Regions from separate parts of the Mus musculus genome. Here all the other regions are linked to region 2. A link is a contact called in public HiChIP or PLAC-seq and capture Hi-C data. All regions are on one chromosome and are shown on one strand. The core of a region is the stretch at or near the end of the contact, and the rest is flanking DNA. Distances in the headings are between cores, read along the strand shown.

Region 1 (4,472 bases), core at 1,901-4,400, 700 kb before region 2:
ACCCAAAGAGGTTGCAATTCACAGGTTAAGAACCTTTCCGAGTTTAACCAAAATAAACAAGAGCAGCATCCACCCTATACAGTCTGAGTGCTTTCACTGTCCATGGAGCTTAATCTGGTAGAATGGTGGCTTCCAAAAAGTTCCTGTCTGGTATGAAGTCTCATTCCACTCTGAAATGCTGCTAAATCTATATGGTGTCAGGTTGCGTTAGTAGATTTTCTATCTACCTTCACAGATTAAAAATGACTGTTGTGTTGAATGTGCAGAGCCTAGAACACAATGGGAATTCAGTACACATTCTCTATGGTTGAATGTGGATCTCTGTTACTGTACCTGCACACACTTGTTCTCTATGGCTCTTTCACTCTTTCCCTTGAGATAACAATATCACAATGAGCCCCAGAGCCCAGTGTCACTCTCATAAACTTGGGCCACGTATCTGCTTTATTATTAGTCTTAGTTATGGTTTTACTTCTGTGAACAGACACCATGACCAAGGCAAGTCTTATGAGGACAACATTTAATTGGGGGTGGCTTACAGGTTCAGAGGTTCAGTCCATTATCATCAAGATGGGAACATGGCAGGCGTGGTGCAGGCTGAGCTGAGAGTTCTACATCTTCATCTGAAGGTTTCTAGGAGAAGACTGGCTTCCAGGTAGCTAGGAGAAGGGTCTCCAAGCCCACCTATAGTGACATACTTTCTCCAACAAGGCCACACCTACTCCAAGAAGGCCACACCTACTCCATTAAGTCAACACCTCCTAATAGTGCCACTCCCTAGGACCAGCATATTCAAACCATCTACATCATTATTAGATTTTATAATCTCCTTTATGTATATTGCTTTTACCATTGATTCCTTGTGAATCAAGGGCCAGAACTGAGATCCCCATATATATTAAATAAATGTTCAATCACTGACTTCGAATTCCAGATACTGAGAGTTGTGGTTTTATTTGAGAATTCGGAATTCAAATAAGTCGCCATTCATACAATGTGAGCCATTTTGATTTTAGTTCGTAGCTACGTAGAATGAAATAACAGTTGAGTCTACTATTTACCACAGACCCACTGAACTGGAGTAGTACAGCTTACTCAGAACTTGATGAGCCAAACTACAATTTATAAGAACATGATAAAAAAAAAAAAAAACAAAACAAAAAAAAAAAAAAACAAATACTAAAACATGCTCAAGTAAGAGAAAAAAATGAGAAGAAAATAAAATTGAGGAATAAGAACAAACTCAATATAAATAATAATACGGCAGGCTTAGACCCTAAAATATAATTGAAACATAGCTAAGCATACCAATTATAAGGCAAGACTGAATTATATTTGTCAGACTGAATTTAAAACAGACACAGAACAGGAACATGACCCAAGTATTTCTGTCTACAAGGCTGTCTCAAATACCATGATATAATACCATGATATAATTAGATACCCATAGAAAACACTGAAAGTCAGCAGAAGAAAGGAATTACCTGGAGCTGGATAGATGGCTTCATGGCAAGGATCACATATTCCTCCTACAGAGGACAGAGGTTCAATGTCCAGAGCTCATGTTAGGTGGATCACAACCTGCAGTAACTCTAATTCCAGGGCACTAAGCACTGCCATCTGCTGGCTTCTGCTTTTCTCTACTGCCCCCTGCTGCCCTCCTTGGGCACTGCATTCATATGTCTACACACACACACACACACACACACACACACACACACACAAATAAAATCTAAGAAAATGCAAAAGAAAGAATGAACTCCTTATAAATGAAAGTTTAATGAACTTTGATAGCAAGACATTCCCTGTCCAACTCAGCCTGAAGACCCATGCTACATAACTTCAGAAATACTCTCAAAATGATAGGGTATGGGAAAGGACAGCAGAGGAACACAGCTATGGAACGCAGACATAGAGAGTCACAGGAATGTTGGTGTGCATACCAAGAAGGAGCATGGGGGATACAGTTACAAATCCATGTTATAGTTGTATATAATGAGTATGATGGTGACTGCATGAATATACACATGGCATAAGACATTCCATATGAATGTAGGCTAGAAAGATGAGGTACAAACTGAAGAGGTTTTTTATATAGTTAACAATTATCAGACCCACCAATTTCCTGGTTTTAACATTATTCTGCAGTTATATAAGACACCACATTCGGGGTAAGAGAGTAAAGGGTGCCTGGGATACTGCATGGTTTTTCTTTCTGTTGTTGTTGTTGTTGTTTTGAAATTTCTTGAGTTGATAATTTATGTGAAGACCTTATCTAAAAAAAATTATTGATGGTTCTCCCAACAGAAACTGTCTTTGCCCTGACCTTTGACCCTGTGGGTCTTCCTGACCTTTGACCCTGTGGGTCTTTCTGGCTGCTGCAATGAATAAGAAGTGGCAGAGGTGAAGCCCCTGGTCTCTGAGATTTAGAAATGGCTCGGAAGCTTCTGCTAGTTGCTTTCTAGGACTTGATTGGATGCCCAGAGCACTCCAATGTCAGGAGCAACTGCCAGCCCCTACAGCTCACCCAGGAAGGCCCTGTAGAGGAGAAGATGATGCCTGAGTGCCCCAGATGTTCCTGTCCAGAGGTTGAGTCCTTCCCAGCCCTGGTACCAAGTATCCTCAGGTAAACCTCTTGAGGTGACCTCAGTCTCAGCCAACGTCTGGAAGGAGTTATGTGCAAGAGTTTGAGCTCAGTCAGTCCTCAAACTCAGCAAGTGAAGAAAGTGAATTGCTCATGATGTAAGCCACTGATCTGTTGTGGTTTGTTGTCTCTGCCAATTTCTCCATTGACTCTTGATGGGTGAACTCCCATTACCTTAGCACTTTAATGCGTCTAGCATTCCCCCCTCACAGCTGGACAGCTATATTTGTTCCAAGTCAGTTTCAAAAGCTACATATCATTGGCCTGGGTGGTGTCACTTAAACATGTGGAATCTTGTTACTCTTCCTCAAGCCTGACTCTTGCTCTAACAATGAGCCTAAGAAATGTTGTCAGGGTCTTAGCATGTTCTCAGTGATGTTTTCTGAAGAGTGCTGAGAGCTATTTCTTTCTCAAAATGAACAGAATGCTATTACCATATCAGAGAGAGGGCAGGGCAGGTATACGTCCCTAGGACTTTGGGGCTTCCCATGTGCCTGCCACCTGACTTCCTGGACTCCCAATGAAGAAAACAAGTCATTCAATTGCTAATTGGTTTGTCTATTGATGGAGCCTAAAGCGACCTTGACATCTGGAAAACTTGACTCTATGTGCAACTGCGTACTGTCAAAGGTGGGGCGGGAGGATGTCGAATCTCCCAAATAAAGGCAGGAAAAGAACATCTCTAAGCTCTTCAGTCCTCTCCCCTTCCCCACAATCAACAGCCCAAGAATCACAGACAAAACAAAAACAAGCCATTGCTGGAGTGTAAACTGTGCAAACTGCCAAAGGATGAATGGTGCTGGTTCCAGCCCCTGACTGCTGAGGAGAGCCTAGAAGGAAAGGAGTCCTCTGTTTTCAGTGTTTGTTAATGAAGCCCCCTTTGATGGACAGTCCCCAAAATTTGGTGTTTCAGTGAATAACTGTGATTCACAGCATCCTGGCCGGCCGATGTAATAGTGCACTATGCTGGAAATGATTATCAGGCTGATAGAAGTATCACATGTGATTTAGAGTGCTGCTTGCCACCAGGAACCTTTGCGGGGGGGGGGGGGAGGGGGTCACAGGAAGCGGCTTGATGCTATAAATGTGGACAAGCAGAGAGAAGGTGGCCGGATGGTGACTCCTCCGGAAAGGCAATTAGCCTGACGTTGCTCCTGCCACCATGAATTAGGCGGGAATTAATGGGTCTCTTGTTCCATTCACACCTGTGCTCACCCCTAGGCACTTCACCTCACCGTGGAGTGAGTTCACACTCCGTGCTTTCCAGGTGCTGAGCAAACCATTCACACTTGTCAAGAACATCGCTACCTCTGGCTGGCTGAATCCCAGAGACGAATGCTTCCCCTCGCATTTCTGGAGTAACACACCTGCCACTCTCCTTACACTTCTCTCACCAATACGACTAGAATATAACCGTCTCCCACAAATACAGTCCTTCCTCAGCCAACTTCCACTGAAAGCCCCGTGCCACTCCCCGGGTTCCTATGCCAATCTCTGGGTTTTGCTTGCCCTTTAATTATTCTGCATGTGGTGACACAGCTAGGCAAAAGAACGGTGTCCAAGTCTGTTGAGAGTACTCAGTGTGGGCTGGACTCTGCTCTGACTATCTTACATGCCTGGCCCTTCTCAATCTCTCAACAGCTACTTTCCTCATGATCCAGAGAAGGAGATCAAGAGGGAGTGGGTTAAGAACCAAGCCCCAAGGGCTCCAGAGGGACTCAGTTTGTAACGCACTCAACTGTTATGCAAGAATGAAGACCCAAATTCTATCCCTCATTCCCCTAGAATAATAAAAATAAAAAGGCAGGGTCATGCATGTTTGCAATCC
Region 2 (4,972 bases), core at 13-2,512:
CAGAATTCTTGCATGAGTCCCAACATGGCAACAGCTGCCCAAAGCCAAGAGGTTGTTTCCTCCTGGTGATGGGCTGGGTTACCTCGTTACAGCCATCTCTCCAAATGCCAAGGGTCTAAACAAGAATGCTTTTAGCTTAAAACAAAACCCCCTCTTTTATAGAAGCCAGAAACTTAGTTACTAAGTCCATAGAGAAGGTATAAACTATGGTGACCTAGAAATTTTGGTCACCTACAAGTCCCATAGCTATCACTTATTGTAGGAACAGGACCAAAGATGGGAGGTAAGAGGCGATGGAGTCACGCGATGAATCCTGGGCATCAGACTCCAGAGATCAGCATCCGGGTACAGATCTGAGCTTATTGACCAGTGTATACGTTTATATAAAGTGTTTGACCCAAGCCCAAACCCCTAAATCCTCAGCCAATCATATCTCACCACACCATCACCATGCTCCAATGAAAGCCCTGCCTGATGAGGTAACTCAGAAGGAGCAGAGGAAGGGGAGTCCGGGAACCATCACCTGTTAGGACTTCCGTGAAGAAGGGGAAGCAGCCATCGCCCTTTTGTTCCTCAGTTCCTTTTGCTGTCTCTCTGGTGTTCCGGGAGCCATCTTAGATCTAATGCTGTGTGTGTGGCGGATCAGGTCTCTTCAAGGAGTAGCAGGAGCCTGCAGCGCCTCGCTCTGCATCCCACTTTTCCCTGACAAGGTTGACCTCCGCACCCCCCACAACTTATCCAGCGTGTCTCATTCATTTAAATGAGATAGATCCTCGGCTACCAGAAGTATCCGAGTCACACCGAGGAAAGCAAGACGCGGTTTACTCCACTCGCTGTGGGAAGTACCACAATCATCCAACAGTCCGGTGTGGCCTAACTCGGGTTCTTTGTATAGCGCTGGCATTTCTGGATATTGTAATCGTCTGTCCTCACATTCCTTGTTCTGGGCAGCAACGAAAGCCCTCTGTTCTTGGCCATAGAGGAAGGCATGTTACTGCCTTTCAGCTGCCTTGGTTTTGTCTGAGTAGCCGCTGTAATGTCAAAACTAAGCCGCATTTTACGCTTGCTAGTTGTTCTTGCATAGGGTACATGGCTGTTGTCACACACATGGAATGTAGACAGGTAATTCCTGTTGTGTGAAATATATTTTTTTAAAAAGGCAATCCACGCTACCGCTAGCATGTCACCAGAGCACAGGCCAGCCTGTTCTCAGCCCGGCCTACTCTCTGACTCAGAGCTCTGTAATCTCTCCACCCAGCTCACTAAGTTTCCATGATTGGCCACTGCCAAGCACGCCCCACACTTCCGGATTCCTGTGGCTGGCTAGGGTGACCTGCGTCCATACCTTTCTCTGGAACTCAGTTGAGTTGCCAAGTTAAGGCAAACACCACACACTCTTAGTTTAGAATCTACAGGTAACACCATCGCTGGGCACAGAAACTAGCATCTTAATTTGGTAAGCTATAAGTTATAAATCTCCTAGTGGTGCATCCCAGGGGATCTGCCACCTAAACCGGGGACCTCTTGCTACCTACATTGGCTTTGATTTTTCTCAGCCCTAATTTTAATAACGGTTCTTAAATACTTTAACCTCCCTTCTAGCCCACCACCCACCAGAGGTAGTGTAAAAGAAAGGTTATTAGGATATGGGGAAGTAGACCTGTTTACAAACTGTTCTTTGGAGCAACTCCCATCTGCATTGTCAGAAAATCAGCAGTTCTGTTCACAGAAATCAGTAGTGGCAGCTCAGACCACTGGCAAACACTTCATGAATACACCAGCAGTCCAGTTCAGTAGAGTAGGGACAGCAAACAGGAATCAGCAGTGGTGACACAGCCTAGCAGAGACAGCCAGGCCTCAGCCACATTGGCATGAGTCAGCAGGAGGGACCAGGACCACCAGGGATACCAAGAGACCTTCTTTGCTGTCTTTCTCTCAATGAAGTGAAGATTAGAGACCAAGAGATGGGGGAAAAGTTAGTGCAACAGTCTCTGTGGTGTTTTCTTTTTTTTTTTTTTCTTTTTCTGTTTTGTTTTGTTTTGTTTTGTTTTTTGAGACAGGGTTTCTCTGTGTAGCCCTGGCTGTCTTGGAACTCACTTTGTAGACCAGGCTGGCCTCAAGCTCAGAAATTCACCTGCCTCTGCCTCCCGAGTGCTGGGATTAAAGGCATGTGCCACCACGCCCGGTGTAGTGTTTTCTTTTATGCTGAAGGGTTAAGGCAGGTAAATTTGCTTAGGACTCATGAATATCCTAGCGGAGGCAATGTGTTCAGGGTTCCTACTGTAACCGAGAATTCCTGGAAAAATGCGATGCTGGCAAAAGCTGATTGTCAGTGATGTGGGGGACATTGGAATGTTGCAGGCTCAGAGTCTGATCATAATTTCCCCGAGGCTATCCTTAGCCCCCTGCTATCCATTCCTTGCCCATGTCCGCGTCTGCCTTAACATTTTGTGTTTAACAGTAAAAACCTTGGGAATATGCAAAAACCCCCATTTCCCACCAATCTGAGGGCTAAGAATGCATGCTCACAGGCAGCATCCAAGGCTCACAGGTGAGGTTGTCTGCTTGGCTGTTCCATCTCTCTGATGTTCCCACCAAGGTCTTGATTCATGCCTGTTTTTTGTTCTGTTTCTATAAACACTTCCCTGAACTACTGCCATGTTGGACAACGGAATTTGGAGTAGCCAAATGTGTGCTCCTTGGCTGCCACCACTCATTATTGGCTCCAGAATCAACTCTTTCATCACGTTGGGGGTGAGAATTGTGGTTTTTGTGTTGACACTGCGAAAGTCACTTAGGAGTTGGTCCACACAATGTTAACTGTGGTGCAAGCTACACAAGGATGACGTCACCTCGCTGCATGGCTTTCAGTGGCCCCACAGGCCTCTGGGTTTTCACAGGGCCAAACACAGCAGGCAGTATTTATGGAGGGAGCCCTTACTCCATCCCGGGACTTGTGGGTAATGCACAGCATGCTGGAGTTGTCTCACACACTCCTTCAGCTAGGCTATGACAGGAGCTGCATCCTGGGTGGGAGGAGAAGCAAGAAAAGACACAGTGAGGTCCCACAGAGCCTTACCAGGTCCAGGTCTGCGCCTGCCCCACAGTGTAGCCTTCAAAAGTGGCTTCTCCAGTCATCTAAAAAAGTCAGAGTCTCCTCATTTGAAAAAGAGGGCTAACAGATTGAATCACAACAGTTCTAACTCGAGAAGTGGAGCGACTGGAGGTTCCCATTGTCCTCTTCCCTACCTTTCCCAGTATTTAATCCTCTAGAAAAAGCTGTCTTAGTCAGGATTTCTATTGCTTTGATATAATGCCATGACCAAAAGGCAAGCTGGAGAGGAAAGGGTTAATTTCAGCTCGTACTTCCAGGGAACAGTCCATCACTGAGGGAAGTCAGGACAGGAACTCAAACAGGGCAGGAACCTGGAGGCAGGAGCTGATGCAGAGGCCATGGAGGAATGCTGCTTACTGGCTTGCTACCCATGACTTGCTCAGCTTGCTTTCTTATAGAACCCAGGACCACCAGCCTTGGGATGGCCCCACCCACAATGGGCTGGCCCTTCTCCATCATTCACTAATCAAGAAAATGCTGTACAGACCTGTGTGAAGCCTGATCTTATGGAGGCATTTTCTTAATTGAGGTTCCTCCTCTAACATAGTTTAGCTCCTGTCAGGCTGATATAAACTAGCCAGTACAAGCTTTCGCAAAAATTAAAAATATACCAAGTTTCTGTCTTGCCCAGGAAGAGCATTCACATAACCACTGTGCCGTCGTTTCCTTTTGAAGTTATTTTTTTTGACTATTGCTGCGGTGGGTGGTTGTGATACAGCAGGTGTGTTGATGGCAGAGGGCAACTTTAGGGAGATCTTTCTACCACAAGATCCACAGACAGATCCATGTCAGAGCTGTGTAGCAAGTGCTTTCCCTGCTGAGTCATCCTCCTGCCCCATGGCATCCTTTCTTATCCCTGGCTGTGCTCCTGTTCCCCTAGAATTGTGCTCCCATTCCCTGGCTGTGCTCCCATTCCCCTGGACTTGTGCTTCCATTCCCTGGCTGTGCTCCCATTCCCCTAGAATTGTGCTCCCATTCCCCTGGAACTGTGTTCCCATTCCCCTAGAATTGTGCTCCCATTCCCCTGGAACTGTGTTCCCATTCCCTGGCTGTGCTCCCATTCCCCTGGACTTGTGCTCCCATTCCCCTAAACTTGTGCTCCCATTCCCCAGGACTTGTGCTCCCATTCCCTGGCTGTGCTCCCATCCCCCTGGAATTGTGATCCCATTCCTCTAGAATTGTGCTCCCATTCCCTGGCTGTGTTCCCATTCTCTGGCTGTGCTCCCATTCCCCTGGAATTGTGCTCCCATTCCCTGGCTGTGCTCCATTTCCTGGCTGTGCTCCCATTCCCTGGACTTGTCCCTTCTGGCTCCCCTGGGTCCTCCCACCTACTCCATGTGTAACCTTCCTATTAGGACCATATATCCCTTCTATCCCCTTTCTCTATTTTTGAAATAATAGACCCCAAGAAATTAGAATTCTTGGCCAAGCTTGAGGCCTGAAGACTTGAATTCAATCCCCAGGAATCAGAAAACTCCCACAGGTTGTCCTGTGACCTCCACATGTACGCTGTGGCTCACAGATTCTCTCTCTCTCTTTCTCTCTCTCTCTCTCTCTCTCTCTCTCTCTCTCTCTCTCTCTCTCTCTCACACACACACACACACACACACACACACACACACAGAGGCTGATTATAATTTTTTTAAAAAAGAAATTATAATTTCCCTGGAGTCTCGAGATAAGGACCTGGTGCCAGCCAGAAAGAAGGCTCGTCTCTGTGCTGCCTCCTTGGGGAGAGATTTCACATGTTGTAACAATTGTTACACCACTTTGCAGGGAAGACTGGACTGAAGACAAGGACAGGTGGACCCATGATGGACAGGACTCGGTTGTGTATACCTCTTAGCTTCTGTTTAA
Region 3 (4,799 bases), core at 1,845-4,344, 940 kb after region 2:
TTTTATCACAGAGGTGCCTATACCTAGTTTAGGTTTAGCTGACACAAGACCTCTTCTCTCAGCCTTTATAGCTGGGCCTGAAACACAGGATGGATGGTAGGCAGCTTTCAGCAAAGGGCAAGAAGCCAGCCCCCATGACTTTGTCAGAGGCAACAGGAAGGCTTGGGTCTCTGCCGAGGAGATGTAGAAGCTGCCGGCGGGGTGAAGACCTAAGCAGGAGAGACGCTGTCATATTACTGGAATACAGGCCTCTCCCTTTTTCTGAGGAGGACCCGGGTGCTGGCGTGATGGAGCAAGTGTTCCTTGAGCAGCATTTAAGCCACTGAGCTGTTGAGTTGAGCTTCAAGTCACAGCATAAAGGGATTTGAATGGTCTGCTCAGCCCGTCACCCATAAACCTCCAGTGTTTGTTTTCTTGATCACGGCGCACTTTATGACTTGTTGATTCCATTCACTTTGAGGTAGTCATCTAACAGTCTCCTTTTACCAGGTTGAACTTTGGGGTTTTTTCTAGAGCTCTTTGGGGCTTTTTCTATTTAATAGAGACAATATATGCTGACTTAAAGCAACTGTACATAAGAAGTGGAACATCAAAATATTCATCTTTCAGGGTCCATGTAACACAAATTTCTCCACTCTCTCTTCCTCTCCCCCTTACACACACACACACACACACACACACACACACACACACACACACACGCACGCACGCACGCACACACACACACCTTCCTCCCTCCCTCGCTGAGATCATGAGACAGAAAGATCTTAAGTTCAAGCTCCCCCCCCCCCCCAGAAGGCGACTTAGTGAAAATCTAGATCAAAATTTTAAAAAGAAGGGAAAGTGGCGAGCTGGGGATGTAGCTTTAGTGACAGTGTCTTTCTGTCATGTTTGAGGTCCTGGGTTCAATTCCCAATACTGAAAATACAAAATTGCCTCCCCAGGTATTATCCCAGATAATAAACATATCTGGAGCCCTCTCCTCCCGTCTTCGCAGTGGCACTTGCCATCTAGTGCTTGGACGTACCCGTGGCCTTACCCAGTGAATGGGCTTGTGTTCTGTTCCCCACTGCTCCACGCAGAACCAGCTATGCTCACCAGGGAGGGCCTTGGCATGGCTTGAGAAGAGTTCAGCTAAACAGGGTTTGATTCTGAAGATCTTTGCACTCTTCCAACACCCCAGCTCACCTTTCCTTCTTCCTTCTCTGAGGAAGTGAGTCTCCTGAGGATTGTGCAGGCATAGCTGGAGGAAACCCTTGCTCCCTCCCCCACCCCCCCCTTTTTTTTTGCAATAACTTCTGCCAGGTCTCTGAGAAGGAAACTGGAGTCTCCCTCATTCCTGCATTTGCTTCTGCACCAAGCATTTAGTAGGGCTTGAAGAAGTGCCAAACATTCTACACACAGGTGTTGGGAGTGGCCTCTGTTTTTAATGGGCAAATCGTTATTGGGGGAGAATAGAAAAGTAGCAGGCAGAAAAGAAAAATGTAGACTATGGCAGAGTTGGAAAGTTGATGCCATGCAGGGGGTTGACAAGGGAGACCTAAGAGGCGATTGCCTGCTTCAGATGCGTAGGAAGGAACCAACTTGCCCCCAGAAGGAAGACATGGGCCCATGGAGCTACAGCTGGAAGGGCAGGGTTCAGAGAGATTGGTGTGAGGTGGCTCCTGAGCAGGAACAGCGGGGCATGCTGGGTAGAACTCCACACGCTGCAGGAAGAACCTGTGCTTTATTGGGGGCTCTGGGTGGTCTGAAGCAATGTAAGCAGTCCGAGTTCTGATATGCCCTGACTTTAAAACTCTCTGCTTTGAAGATGGGTTGGACTTGATACCAGAGAGTAGGAGTTGTGGGCGGGCAGGATAGAGGGACTCCACCCAAAAGCACAAAAACCCAAGTGTCTCTGCAAGTCTAAGCCGTGCAGTCGTAGACACAGAAAACATTGATCAGCCAACCTCCACAGACCACAGACCGCCTTGTGAACAAAGCTAACAGGTCACGGCGAAGGCAGCTTCAAAATAGCCCAAAGCCAACATCTAATCTTCCCAGCAAGGCGGGGACCTCCCAGGTGGCTGAGTCACAGAAGGTCAAAGAACAGCAGGCAGCATAGGAGCGTAGGATATTGACTTTAGAGATCTGTGAACTTCATGGACCTTTTATCCCAGGGTAGCAAAGGCCTCCAAGGTCAGCTCTACCCCATCATCATCATCATCGTCATCATCATCATCATCACCATTTTTCTCTGGCTTTAAAGAAACAAACGTGGCTTTCCCAGTGATCTCTAACCTCTTAAAGGCAGGAAAATAACATCCACAGATTTGAGCTTCCTATGCCCCGGTAGAAATGAGTGTCAACACCAAAATTACTTCTTTCAAAGTCTTGCTGGGGTATCCTCCATGACATCTGGGACACAGCACCCAACAACTGCACCTCGCTCGGTAAAGGCTCTTCTCACTTAAAGCCAGAGCTCAGCACTGAGAATGACTGAGCAGAAAAGGAAGGAGCATCACCAAGCTCAGGTCTCACACAGAAGGCAGGGAGCCCTGACTGAATGCGGGATGTCACCTACGGGGAGAAGTCAGAGCCACTCTAAGGCTCAAACTAAACCACATCGGATTAGAATACTGCACCCAGTCACGGGGTGTTTTCCACTCTGCGGGTTCTGAGTTTCCTTGAGGTGACTCACACAGAGAGAATGGCTGGCCTTGGCTGTTCAGGTATTCACCCACCGTTTGTCTTTTCTGCGATTGGATGGGACAGAACTGCAGTTTCCAGGGCTGGGAACTGGTTGGGGCAGAAAGGTAACTAAAGCGTTTTGGAGCTGAACTTACAAGGGAGAAATGGAAAGTGTAATGACGTCTGATGCACTAAGGTTGGGGTGGTTTGTATCGGAATCACTGAGAAACAGCAAGGCTGGAAACAGTGGCCAAGTGCCTACGAGGGACTACGTACTGCCTACTATGTGAACTTACCATGTGGTTGAGACCACTGAAGATGGTCTCATACTTCAGGGAGAGAAGAGAGAGACAAACACAGGGCAGAGTTATGACGGTTTCCAATTTTGGAACCGCCAAGGTGGATGTTAGGGGAAGGTGAGTCATGAAGGTTACCCTGAGGTCAGGTGACATTTTGTTGAGACCTGTCAGGTAAAAACCACCCAAGGATGGATTCAAACAGAGCTTGCTGCCACAGGGCTGGGGCTGGCAGAACATGGAGGAGCCAAGTACTGCCCCCCATCCTCACCCCCTAACCTGCCACCTGACTTCCTGAGAAGTCCAAGATGAGGATGGGATTCAACAGGATTGAAAGAAAAGAAAAATCTCTTGGCGGGAATCCTCCGACTGATCAGGGCAGAGTGAACTCAGAGGACGTGGTGCACTCAGAGAGCCTGGTCTGCTCCATCAGGAGCTCTGCCCACTGCAAAAAGGCCATGCTAACAATTTGGGGCTCAAGATTTAACCCCAATTCTTACTAACCTTTGCCCCTCAGTTGTTTCCTCTTTCTCCTTTTCCTTCCTTCCTTCCTTCCTTCCTTCCTTCCTTCCTTCCTTCCTTCCTTCCTGCTCATGACCTTCCCTTCTTCCTCGCTCCCTTTCTCTCGCCACTCTTTCTCTTACGTACGTGTGTATTTGTACATGTGTGTGCATGCTGAGGGGTGGGTGCCCACGATGCCTGGGGGAAGGGGTCAGATTCCTTGGAATTGGAGATACAGGCAGACGTGAGCTGCCCTGTATGGGTGCTGGAATTCCAACTCCACAAGAGAAGTAGACCTTAATCACTCTGTTAATCCCTCCCTTCCCCTCCCCCCTCTCTTCCTTTTCCTCCCCTCCCCTCCTTTCATTCCCCTCCCCTATCCGCCTCTCCTTTCCCCTCCCATTTTAGCCTTGAGAGTGAAGAAGCAAAGGTTTGAAGGCGTGAGGGCCAGGAGGATGGCTGGACCAGTGAGTGCTTGCCACTCAAGCCCAAAAGCCTGAGTCCAAGCCCCAGAATTCACAGGATAAAACAAGACTTGTGCTTGTGACTGCAGCTCTGAGAGGGGGAGAGGTAGGCGGAGCTCTGGGGCCCCACTGGCCAGCAAATACAGCCTAACTGGTCATTCCAGGTCAGTATGAGATCCTGCCTCCATATTAAGGTGGACAAGCCCTGAAGAACCATACCTGAGATCAATCTGACTTCTGCATACATGCACACACACATGCAGATACACACATTCACACACACATATATGCATGTATGTGTATGTATATGTATATATACATTCACCTGAGATCAATCTGACTTCTGCATACATGCACACACACATGCAGATACACACATTCACACACACATATATGCATGTATGTGTATGTATATGTATATATACATTCACCTGAGATCAATCTGACTTCTGCATACATGCACACACACATGCAGATACACACATTCACACACACATATATGCATGTATGTGTATGTATATGTATATATACATTCACCTGAGATCAATCTGACTTCTGCATACATGCACACACACATGCAGATACACACATTCACACACACATATATGCATGTATGTGTATGTATATGTATATATACATTCACCTGGGATCAATCTGACTTCTGCATACATGCACACACACATGCAGATACACACATTCACACACACATATATGCATGTATGTGTATGTATATGTATATATACATTCACCTGAGATCAATCTGACTTCTGCATACATGCACACACACATGCAGATACACACATTCACACACACATATATGCATGTATGTGTATGTATATGTATATATACATTCACCTGAGATCAATCT

Evidence for each region. HiChIP or PLAC-seq counts read pairs in DNA pulled down with a chosen protein or histone mark. Capture Hi-C pulls out chosen DNA fragments and counts their contacts.
Region 1: a capture Hi-C map of embryonic stem cells shows a contact between it and region 2, with 2.6 times the contacts expected there. The contact joins two enhancer-like sites. A contact is called at or near these places in 1 of 115 datasets of contacts at active chromatin or transcription factors (embryonic stem cells) and 1 of 9 other capture datasets (embryonic stem cells).
Region 3: a contact with region 2 is called in an HNF4G HiChIP or PLAC-seq map of pancreatic cancer cells. The contact joins two enhancer-like sites. A contact is called at or near these places in 2 of 115 datasets of contacts at active chromatin or transcription factors (large pre-B cells and pancreatic cancer cells).

The regions. Positions count from the first base shown.
Region 1 is chr2:171,230,184-171,234,655 of GRCm38.p6, reverse strand. No RefSeq gene overlaps it. Among named protein-coding and RNA genes, the nearest start is that of Gm46779, 14 kb to the right of the region's middle. Within about 2 kb of position 3,150, at least 5 of the 459 cell types and tissues checked have an H3K27ac peak or open chromatin away from gene starts, as enhancers often do. A contact at or near this core is called in embryonic stem cells, where this site is marked.
Region 2 is chr2:170,522,996-170,527,967 of GRCm38.p6, reverse strand. No RefSeq gene overlaps it. Among named protein-coding and RNA genes, the nearest start is that of Gm16796, 14 kb to the right of the region's middle. Within about 2 kb of position 1,262, at least 70 of the 459 cell types and tissues checked have an H3K27ac peak or open chromatin away from gene starts, as enhancers often do. A contact at or near this core is called in embryonic stem cells and pancreatic cancer cells, where this site is marked.
Region 3 is chr2:169,587,801-169,592,599 of GRCm38.p6, reverse strand. No RefSeq gene overlaps it. Among named protein-coding and RNA genes, the nearest start is that of Gm34294, 40 kb to the left of the region's middle. Within about 2 kb of position 3,094, at least 28 of the 459 cell types and tissues checked have an H3K27ac peak or open chromatin away from gene starts, as enhancers often do. A contact at or near this core is called in pancreatic cancer cells, where this site is marked.